3 separate regions of the Hordeum vulgare genome follow, and all the other regions are linked to region 1. The links are chromatin contacts, called in public Hi-C maps. All regions are on one chromosome and are shown on one strand. Each heading gives the region's core, a stretch centred on a gene start, on an enhancer-like site or on the middle of the called end of the contact. The rest is flanking DNA. Distances are from core to core; before and after follow the strand shown. Region 1 has its middle 90 kb from the start of LOC123403457. Region 2 holds the start of LOC123403509 (putative glycerol-3-phosphate transporter 4). Region 3 holds the start of LOC123403578 (vesicle-associated protein 2-1).

Region 1 (2,757 bases), core at 108-2,607:
AAGGAACATTCTCTGAATTCTCCTTTATGGCCCAAAGCCAGCATATCATACATTTTAGTTATACGAGTACTTATTAAAAGTAGGCACCACATACTACTAGTGCTCCTGATACTTGATACTGATATCTCATTTGTTATTTTTGTAATTCAGAAAACGATCGAGCTTTTGATATCCTGTACTGCATAACCTTCAAGCTGATGGATCAGCAATGGCTTGACATGCATGCTACTTACATGGACTTCAATGTATGATGCCGTTCCAGCCCCCCCAAATTCTTGCAACCAGGAATTTCTCCCCTATTAGGGCCTGTTTGGAACAAATATTGATACTTGAGCAAGAAATACCACTGTTCCAAACAGGCCCTTAACCTTAACACTTGCTGGTTGAAACTACTCATTGGGACTCAAGAGCCCTTCCTGACCTGATTATACTACTAAAATTGCAGACGGTCATGAAATCGACACGACGCCAGCTAGAAAGGGAGCTGCTGCTTGAAGATATTCAGCGGGTCGAGGATATGCCATCGTACAAGCTTCTAGCCCGCTAGCCAGTAACTGAAACCTTAACATGGCTTACACGTAGCGAGGCTTGAATTGCTAAACGATGCAACCAGTGTCCTTATACAGCGAGGGAGTGCCAAAATGTAGATGCCCTTGTATCCTGGTGTTTTAGGTGCTCTGATAACCCGACCTTTTCTTATTTACATAGTAGGGTTTTCTTGATCAGCATGCCACGTAGGGTAACTCCAGTATCCGAACGCAGAGTATTTGTAGGGTGTGTGCGTGCGCGTGTTGTTGAAGTTTGGTTATTGCTCATAATACCACGGAATGTAGTCTCTGTCTCTGTGTCCTTGTAAGCAGGAGCCTCTTGTGAAAGCTAATCTGAGTTTTGGCGGTTTGCAACAGATTGTGGTGACTACCGAAGTTCTAAGTTCTTGGAGTATTTTGGCGGTTTACAGTTTTGGCTGTTGTTGTTAGTAGTCTCCAGCTGATACAGGTCCGATGTTTTCTTCATTGCCCTGATGCATGGGCCTTGTTCTAAATGCAGACCGTTTTGTGGTATGTGGCCTATCTAGCTGCAACTCAGAACACTAGCTATATACCACTACTTTTACTCAAAACAAAAACTATATGCCACTAGTGTTTTTCAAAAAAAAGAAAAGAAAAAAAGGGGAGCTATATAACCGCTACTAGTCAATTAAACCTGCCCGCTCAACCAAATTACCAAAGAATGATGAGATCTTTCACCATAGAGATTAGAGAAGGGGAGTCTGAACAATGGTTACAGCAAATCTGGTACTCTGCAGAAAGTTAGCGTGTTTCACCAGGGGCTGCCTGGGTCAGGTGTGGCTACTCTTTGACCCGTCCAGACCTGAGACAAACGGGTCCCCTCCAACAGGCATGTACTGCATGTAACATGTACAACAGCCTACAAGCGGCTAGCTGATAGTACTGCACCCTCAAAAGTTGTAGAATGGGCACCCTCAAAATAGCTGTTGTTTCAGTCGTGCCGGTATGATGATCTTACTATCGATGGATTTTTCAATTGGGCAATCAATCGATGGCGCTGCACCCAAGCCAGTGGCGGCCGGATCGGAGGACACGCCCTTCAGTTATGTTCGCCATCGTCTGCAGCTAGTTAAATCCTCTTACCACGTGTGGGTATGGTTCTAGGACCGATTGGTAGAGAGATATAGAGAGGTTCCGACCAAATAAACACGCCACTGCTTTGTTTATCTAGATAGACTAGACTCCATAGGGTCATGGCTCACGAGTCGATGCCTTCCCTTTTGGGGATCAAGCTGGGAGTAGGGGTGTCATGGTGTATTTGACATGTGTGCAACCGTGCAGTCGAGGAGACTCGTGTCCATTCGTCTGTCTACCTCGCATGAAGCTGTCGAGGACACACCCAAGGCATCATCATAAGGGCAACTCAATCCAAATGGTCTGTTTGTTCGTTTGGGGATAAATATCAATGTTTGCTTTTAATCCATCCCCTTTGCGAACACGCATGGACGGGCGGGAAGCACGCCCTTGTCCTTCCCTGCCTCGTTCGTCGGGACACTAAAATCATATATGCTTCCTTAATGATTTTGATAATTCATGACAACATACATTGTCTTTTGGACTAACACATTTACCTAGATGTTTCATAAAAAGTTCATGAAGAGTTATGGCTTAAGATTTTTGTGAAGATGTCCCTGGATGCAAGAAAGGATTAATATTGGCTCAAGCTTCAAGCTAGAAGACTCTTCATTTTATATTTGTGAGAAATCATTTTTGAGTTCATAGGAAAACCAATACTATTAAAAGGGGATGATGTAGTAAAATAAACTGATTGCTCAAATGCTCAAAGTTAGCCACCAAAACACTCAGTCATTTTCCCACATATCCACTCTATGAAGATCCTCATACACAAATTCGGTGTCACCAACATTTCCATATCGGACCCACCAAGTTTGACCTCAGACAGAAACCCTAGCCATTCCCACCAAATCGGTGCAACCGAAACCAAGTCGGTGCTACCGAGTTCAGTGTGACCAACATTCTGTTGCCAAGATACACAAAATCGGAATTTCTGAGTTTGAATATCGATGCCACCGAGTTTGGTCATCTGATCGTTAGTCACCTTCTCGGTGCTACCGAGTTTCATATATCGGTCTCACCGAGATTCAAAAGTTCACACCTTTGTGCTAATCGGTACCACCGAGTTTTCAACTTCGTGTCACCGAGTTTGCCCTTTTGTGTGTAACGGTTG
Region 2 (2,757 bases), core at 74-2,573, 450 kb before region 1:
GGCATTAGATCCTGCTAAAGTTTGCTACCACAATGCACATTATCATATCATATGAAAGGCAATTACTGCAGCACCTTAAAAAAAATGGTGGCAACTACAACAAACTACGGAATTCTGAAACCAGAGTTCAATAACAATGCACTGTTGATTCTGAAACTACATCATATCAACTGTACATCAAAGTCAATTCTGAAACCAGAATTCAATATAACAAGATAAAAATGCACTGTTAATCGTACCAAATAAATCTCCTCCACAGCTGGAAGATGACAATTCAGAACAATCTAATGTCATAACGTGCATCGCTGCTCCTGGTTAAGTCGCAACAGGTGGCCATACCAGTTTGGGTCAAGTAGAACGGGAGCCAGTACAAGAAGGTGTAGGCGACCAGCTTGGCAAAGAAGAGGCAGACCGCGAAGGTGAGCACACCCGGGATAGAAAATGCCTTCCAAATCCCTACGGCGTCCCTCCTGTCCTCTTCCCCACCCGTGCTGGTGCTGCTGTCCTCCTCGTCGGTGCTCGCTCCACCGGCGTGCTTGGGGTTGGGGGGCAACGAAGCGAAGCCAACGTCCTCCGGGTAAGGCGCTAGGAAGAAGAACACAAGAACGCCACCGAGTGCCATGAGCCCACCGGGGACCACAAACGACCAGCCCCACCCGTACCGCAGCACGGCGGCGGCGATGATTGAGCCGCTGATGTTCCCGACGGAGGTGTGGGCGTTCCATATGCCCATTATGAGGCCGCGCCTCCGGCCGCCGAACCAATTGCCGACGATGGCGACGACCGAGGGCCAGCCGGTGGACTGGAGCAGACCCGCGATCGCCTGGGCGAAGAGGTAGAACACGATGGAGTGCAGGGAGAGGAAGTACCCGGCGCCGAAGAAGGCGACGGCGGCGCCGCTCCCGACCATTCCGGCGGCGAGGAAGAGGCGGAGATCGAGGCGATCCCCGAGGTGGCCGGCGCCGAACATGCCGAGGGAGTAGAAGGCGAGGAACGCGACGTCGGTCTCGCCGAGGAGGGCGGGGTCGTAGAAGGGCGGCCAGGACTTGGAGAGCGCGCGCTTCACAATGCTGGGTGGCTTGCGGGAGGCGTGGTAGAGGGCGTAGGCGAGGAAGGTGAGCCCGAGGACGAGGCCACGGTGGGCGTTGTAAGAGAAGGCGGGTAGGGCGCAGAGGCCCGGCGGCGCGTGGTGGTGGCGCGGCCGCGCCCGCGGCGATGACTTCGGCATGGGCGTCGAGGGTGGAGGTGGCGGTGGCTCCGCCATGTCCGAGACGGTGAGAGGGGAGGGGAAATGGAGTGGACGTGGCGGGGTAACCGGGCCCGTGCACGACACGCGGCCAAGACGGTTATGGCCCGACTTTGAGTTGTGTTGCCGTTTTGCTTTGGTTTCTGGGAAACCTATTTGCCCCTCTATGCGAAGCGGTGTAGAGGCTTCGTATAGAGCGAATGGGTGATCGGCCTGGCCTAAGGCTGCAGTGTCCGGTTTTAGAACATTCTACAGGTTTCTAGCAGGTTTTTCTGTTCTTTTTTTTAAATTACTTGAACCGGTTTTCCTTTTTTGTTTTCTTTTTTACTTTATTCTGTTTTATTCTGTTTCTGTTTCAAAGATGTTATCGATTTATAAAAAATATTCTTAAATTTAAAAATATTTTGGAATTTGAAAAAAACTTCCGGAATTCTAAACAATGTTTTATAATTTGTAAAAATGTTCTAGAATTTGAAAAAATGCTTTGAAATTTTCAAAAAGATGTTTGGAAATAATAAAAATGTTCTGGAATTTACAAAAATATTCTATAATTTATAAAAATATTAAAAAATTTGTAAAAAATGTCTTGGAGAATTTTAAAATGTTTCGGAATTTAGAAAAATGTTCCCAAATTTTAGAAAAGTTGTTCAGAATTTGGAAAAATGTTCTGGAATTTGAAACAATGTTTCAGAATTTGGGAAAATATTTCAGAATTTGAAACAATGTTTCAGAAATTTAACAATTGTGCCGAAATTTGGAAATAAATGTTCAGAAATTTTAAAAATGTTCCGAATTTTATTTACTTTTCCCAAAAATGTTCTGTATTTTTTTTAAATGTTCTGGATTTTCAAAAACAATCCTTTTTTGTTTTTTAGAAAATGTGCATCATTTTATAAAAAAATTGTTTATAATTTAAAAATATTTGAACAATATTTTACAAGAATTCTGCTTCCAAATTTCTTCATATTTTTATAAAATTGTTCTCAGTTTAAAAAAATGATTGGGAAATTCAACTTTAGTTTGTTTTCATAAAAAAAGATAAACATAAAAAAATAAAATCAAAATGAATCAAAAAAATAAAAAAGAGAAAGAAATAAGAAAAAAAAGGAAAAAAGGAACAGAAAAAAATAAGAATGAAAGAACTGGGCTGGTCCAGTCGGGCGATCGCCTTGTGCGGCCGAAGGACTCCCTACCGCATAATTCGGCAGGTAGGAGCTCCCTTGGTTTCTTTGGAGCATCTAAGGGGGGGGCGTCCTATGCGCCGCTCGTTGTGGCCAACGTGACCTCTTATTGGACGCATTGCGCCTCCAATAGCAGTAGCTTCACACAGGCAGGGACGGAGCGGGTCGGGCTGCTAGCGAAGCAACTTGTCCGGTCCAGTTAACAAATTCGTTTTTTCAGCTTTATATTTATTTATTTTCCAATGTCTTTTTTTGAAAAAAAATTCAAATATTCTTTATTTTCTTTTGTGTTTCTCTTTCTCTTCTTTCTCAAAGGTTACTGTTCTCCAT
Region 3 (2,757 bases), core at 66-2,565, 290 kb before region 1:
TTTACATCTTTTTCCGATTTGCGTATATCACGTCTTGCGTTGTGGAGTGTGTTTCATTCTGAGTGTGTAAAATTCCTAGCAGCGCTCCGGTATGAACATGGTGATGTTTATGATTGTGCCCTTTCCTTGCTCCCAGCTACCTACCAGAGTCCCAACTCCCAACTGTTGGTTAACAGTACGTAACGCTGCTGTTAAGAAAGAAGAACAGTTGTTATGAATAGTAGGTCTGGGCTCTTATTGTTACGAACAGAGTAATGAATAAGGGTTGAAGTTTTCTGCAGTACCACTGGTTGGTTTGATGGCGGGTCATATCGTATCAATTTTCTCTCCGGCTAGGAAACTTGTGTCCAGGGGTTACACGACATTGGGTGTACATGTGCCCGTGGCATTGCTGCCCCTGGAAACTCATATTGCTTGCTCGGTCCAGAAACACAATGAAGGTTTCACTCAGTTGGCAAATCTGTATGGCATGGAGGTTTCATGCCATACTAGGTGTGGTTATTATTATTATTATTTTTTGCTGAAGATGCGAGTTATCTATAATTTTCTTACTGGAGCATCCACATCCAAGTTTGAGCCTAAGTTTATCTAGCTCTTAAGCTAGGAAGAAAGATCAGCTCTTGTGTTTCATTAAAGCAAGCAAATAACTGGGTCCTACGTCGTTGATTTTCTCGTGTCTTATTCGTAATGGCGAAAATGATTGAAAACCTCGTCAGCTACCGCTAGCAATTTGTGTTTTGTAGGGCACCTACTGACCGTGAGTACAATAAGAGCAACGAATACTGCAATTATTTGTTGAGAATAGTAGTAGTACCGAACGGAAGGGCAAATTATTATATAATCAGACAAGAATATCCTCCCTTCGGATCCCCTTTTTGTACTTCTTATATTAATTAATGCGCAATGTAGGAGTGTATTTAATCACTGTGGCCTTTTTACGTTTTCTCGGTGGGCAAAGGCAAGCATGGCAGCATGATCTCACTGTTGCTCTTACTATTACGCTCGAACTTTTCTGGTGATTTCTGCTACATTAAACATGTAAGAAAAATGTACTATACAGATTGTTTGAGAGAGCAAGCAATTCATCTCCAGTGCATTTTTGGTGGGGGGGGGGGGGGGTGGTCCGGAAAGGAAACATGATAAAAAAAAAATCACCGGCCAAGTGGGCTTGACAAGAACACACGGGAATAAAGTAGTGGTAGCATAAATCACCAACCGGCAATAAAATATGATATGATTAGATAAAGGAAGAGTGCTGTTCACTCGCGGAAAAAAAGGGGGAGAGGAAAACGCAAACTGCCAGCCACGGGCCCAAGAAGTGAGTGCTGCCCCGTCAATGTCGCCCGGGAGCCAAGAAAGGCAAAGCGAACCCATTCATTTCCCTCTTTCTTCCTCCCCGACCCTCCACCCTCCCTCCCCATTTCTGCTCCGAATCGCTGCTCGTCGTCGATTTTCGCTTCCGCCCGGTTCCTGCCTTCCTTCCTGAAGACAAAGGTTGGGATCATCCTCCTCCTCCTCCTCTAAACCAGCAGAAACCACCTCCTCCCACTCTCTACCTCTCTCCCAATGCATCGATTTATGAGCTTCTTCTCCGTTTCTCTGACCAGGTTCAGGTGTCGCAATGGTGGGAGGAACGCTGATCTCGGTTTACCCGGACGACCTCACCTTCCTCTGTAAGTTGTTCCTGAGATTTTCTCCGCATTCTGCAAGAAAAACAAAATGAAAAAAGGGGCTCTGGAACTTCCGTGCTTTTCTCTGAGGTTGGTTGAATTGAATTCCTGTGCCTAGTCGAGCTGGACAAGCCGTGCTACTGCAATCTCAAGGTGGTGAACAACAGCGAGCACCATGTCGCGTTCAAGGTCCGTGCCATTTCCGTTTCTCTGGATTTCCTCTTTGCATTTCTGTGAAACTCTCGGAGACGAGGTTCAGGTTTGATCAGAATTTGTTACTTTGCTCTTTCTTTTTCTCAGGTCAAGACGACGTCTCCGAGGAAGTATTTCGTCCGGCCGAACGCCAGCGTCGTCCAGCCGTGGGATTCTTGCACGATAACAAGTAAGCATGCATACATACATACATACCTTGGTTCTCTCTAGAATTCTTCATTTGGTTCTGATGTGTGTGCATCCGCCTTCTTGTTTTGGGTTATAGTTACCCTACAGGCACAGAAAGAGTACCCTCCAGACATGCAATCCAAGGATAAATTCTTGATTCAGAGCACCAGGGTGGCTGCCAGCACCGACATGGACGAAATCCCCCCTGACACAGTGAGCATAGTAAAACTCATAATGACTGGTTTCTGCTATGATCTAGCGTCGCAATGTCATCGGAATAAATGATTAGCATTCCACCAACTATATTCAACCTTTATATGTATTCCTCAGTTCAACAAGGATGGTGATAAGGTGATCGAGGAAATGAAGCTCAAGGTTGTCTACACATTGCCCAGTGGAAGCTCGGACGACTCTGGTGTCACATCTTCGGCAAATAGGAGCTTCAAGCAGGGCGGCGACGATCTCTCGGTGAGACTGACTAGCTCTATGATCTATGTAGGAAACATATGTTGGATCTGCTAATAAATATTTAGTGCAAAGGCTAACTGTAGTTCACATGTTTATACTTTACCTTGCAGATGCTGAAGAATGCAAGCATTGAAGAGGTAATGCGTTCTATCCAAGCAGAAATCTCGCAACGTTTACTTAGAAACCTGACCAAAACCTGCCACCAAAGACATTTCCCCTGATGAATTTTGAGAAAGAA

The links. A called contact is a pair of places that touch in the nucleus more often than the background predicts.
Region 2: a contact with region 1 is called in a Hi-C map of leaf, with 2.5 times the contacts expected there. The contact joins the promoter of LOC123403509 here to the enhancer-like site in region 1. A contact is called at or near these places in 2 of 6 Hi-C or Micro-C datasets (leaf and seedling).
Region 3: a contact with region 1 is called in a Hi-C map of leaf, with 3 times the contacts expected there. The contact joins the promoter of LOC123403578 here to the enhancer-like site in region 1. A contact is called at or near these places in 3 of 6 Hi-C or Micro-C datasets (leaf and seedling) and 1 of 1 datasets of contacts at active chromatin or transcription factors (embryo).

Annotation. Positions count from the first base shown.
Region 1 is chr6H:404,950,296-404,953,052 of MorexV3_pseudomolecules_assembly, reverse strand. It overlaps the pseudogene LOC123402842. Among protein-coding and RNA genes, the nearest start is that of LOC123403457, 90 kb to the left of the region's middle. Within about 2 kb of position 1,357, at least 2 of the 3 cell types and tissues checked have open chromatin away from gene starts, as enhancers often do. A contact at or near this core is called in leaf, where this site is marked.
Region 2 is chr6H:405,400,704-405,403,460 of MorexV3_pseudomolecules_assembly, reverse strand. It overlaps LOC123403509 (putative glycerol-3-phosphate transporter 4), which reads right to left and starts at 1,323. Exons shown (of 3, transcript XM_045097440.1): 1 at 340-1,323. The coding sequence starts at 1,264.
Region 3 is chr6H:405,245,048-405,247,804 of MorexV3_pseudomolecules_assembly, reverse strand. It overlaps LOC123403578 (vesicle-associated protein 2-1), which reads left to right and starts at 1,315. Exons shown (of 9, transcript XM_045097502.1): 1 at 1,315-1,494; 2 at 1,608-1,673; 3 at 1,789-1,859; 4 at 1,971-2,052; 5 at 2,149-2,264; 6 at 2,382-2,519; 7 at 2,630-2,656. The coding sequence starts at 1,622. It overlaps LOC123403248 (50S ribosomal protein L19-2, chloroplastic-like), which reads left to right. Exons shown (of 4, transcript XM_045097189.1): 4 at 1-25.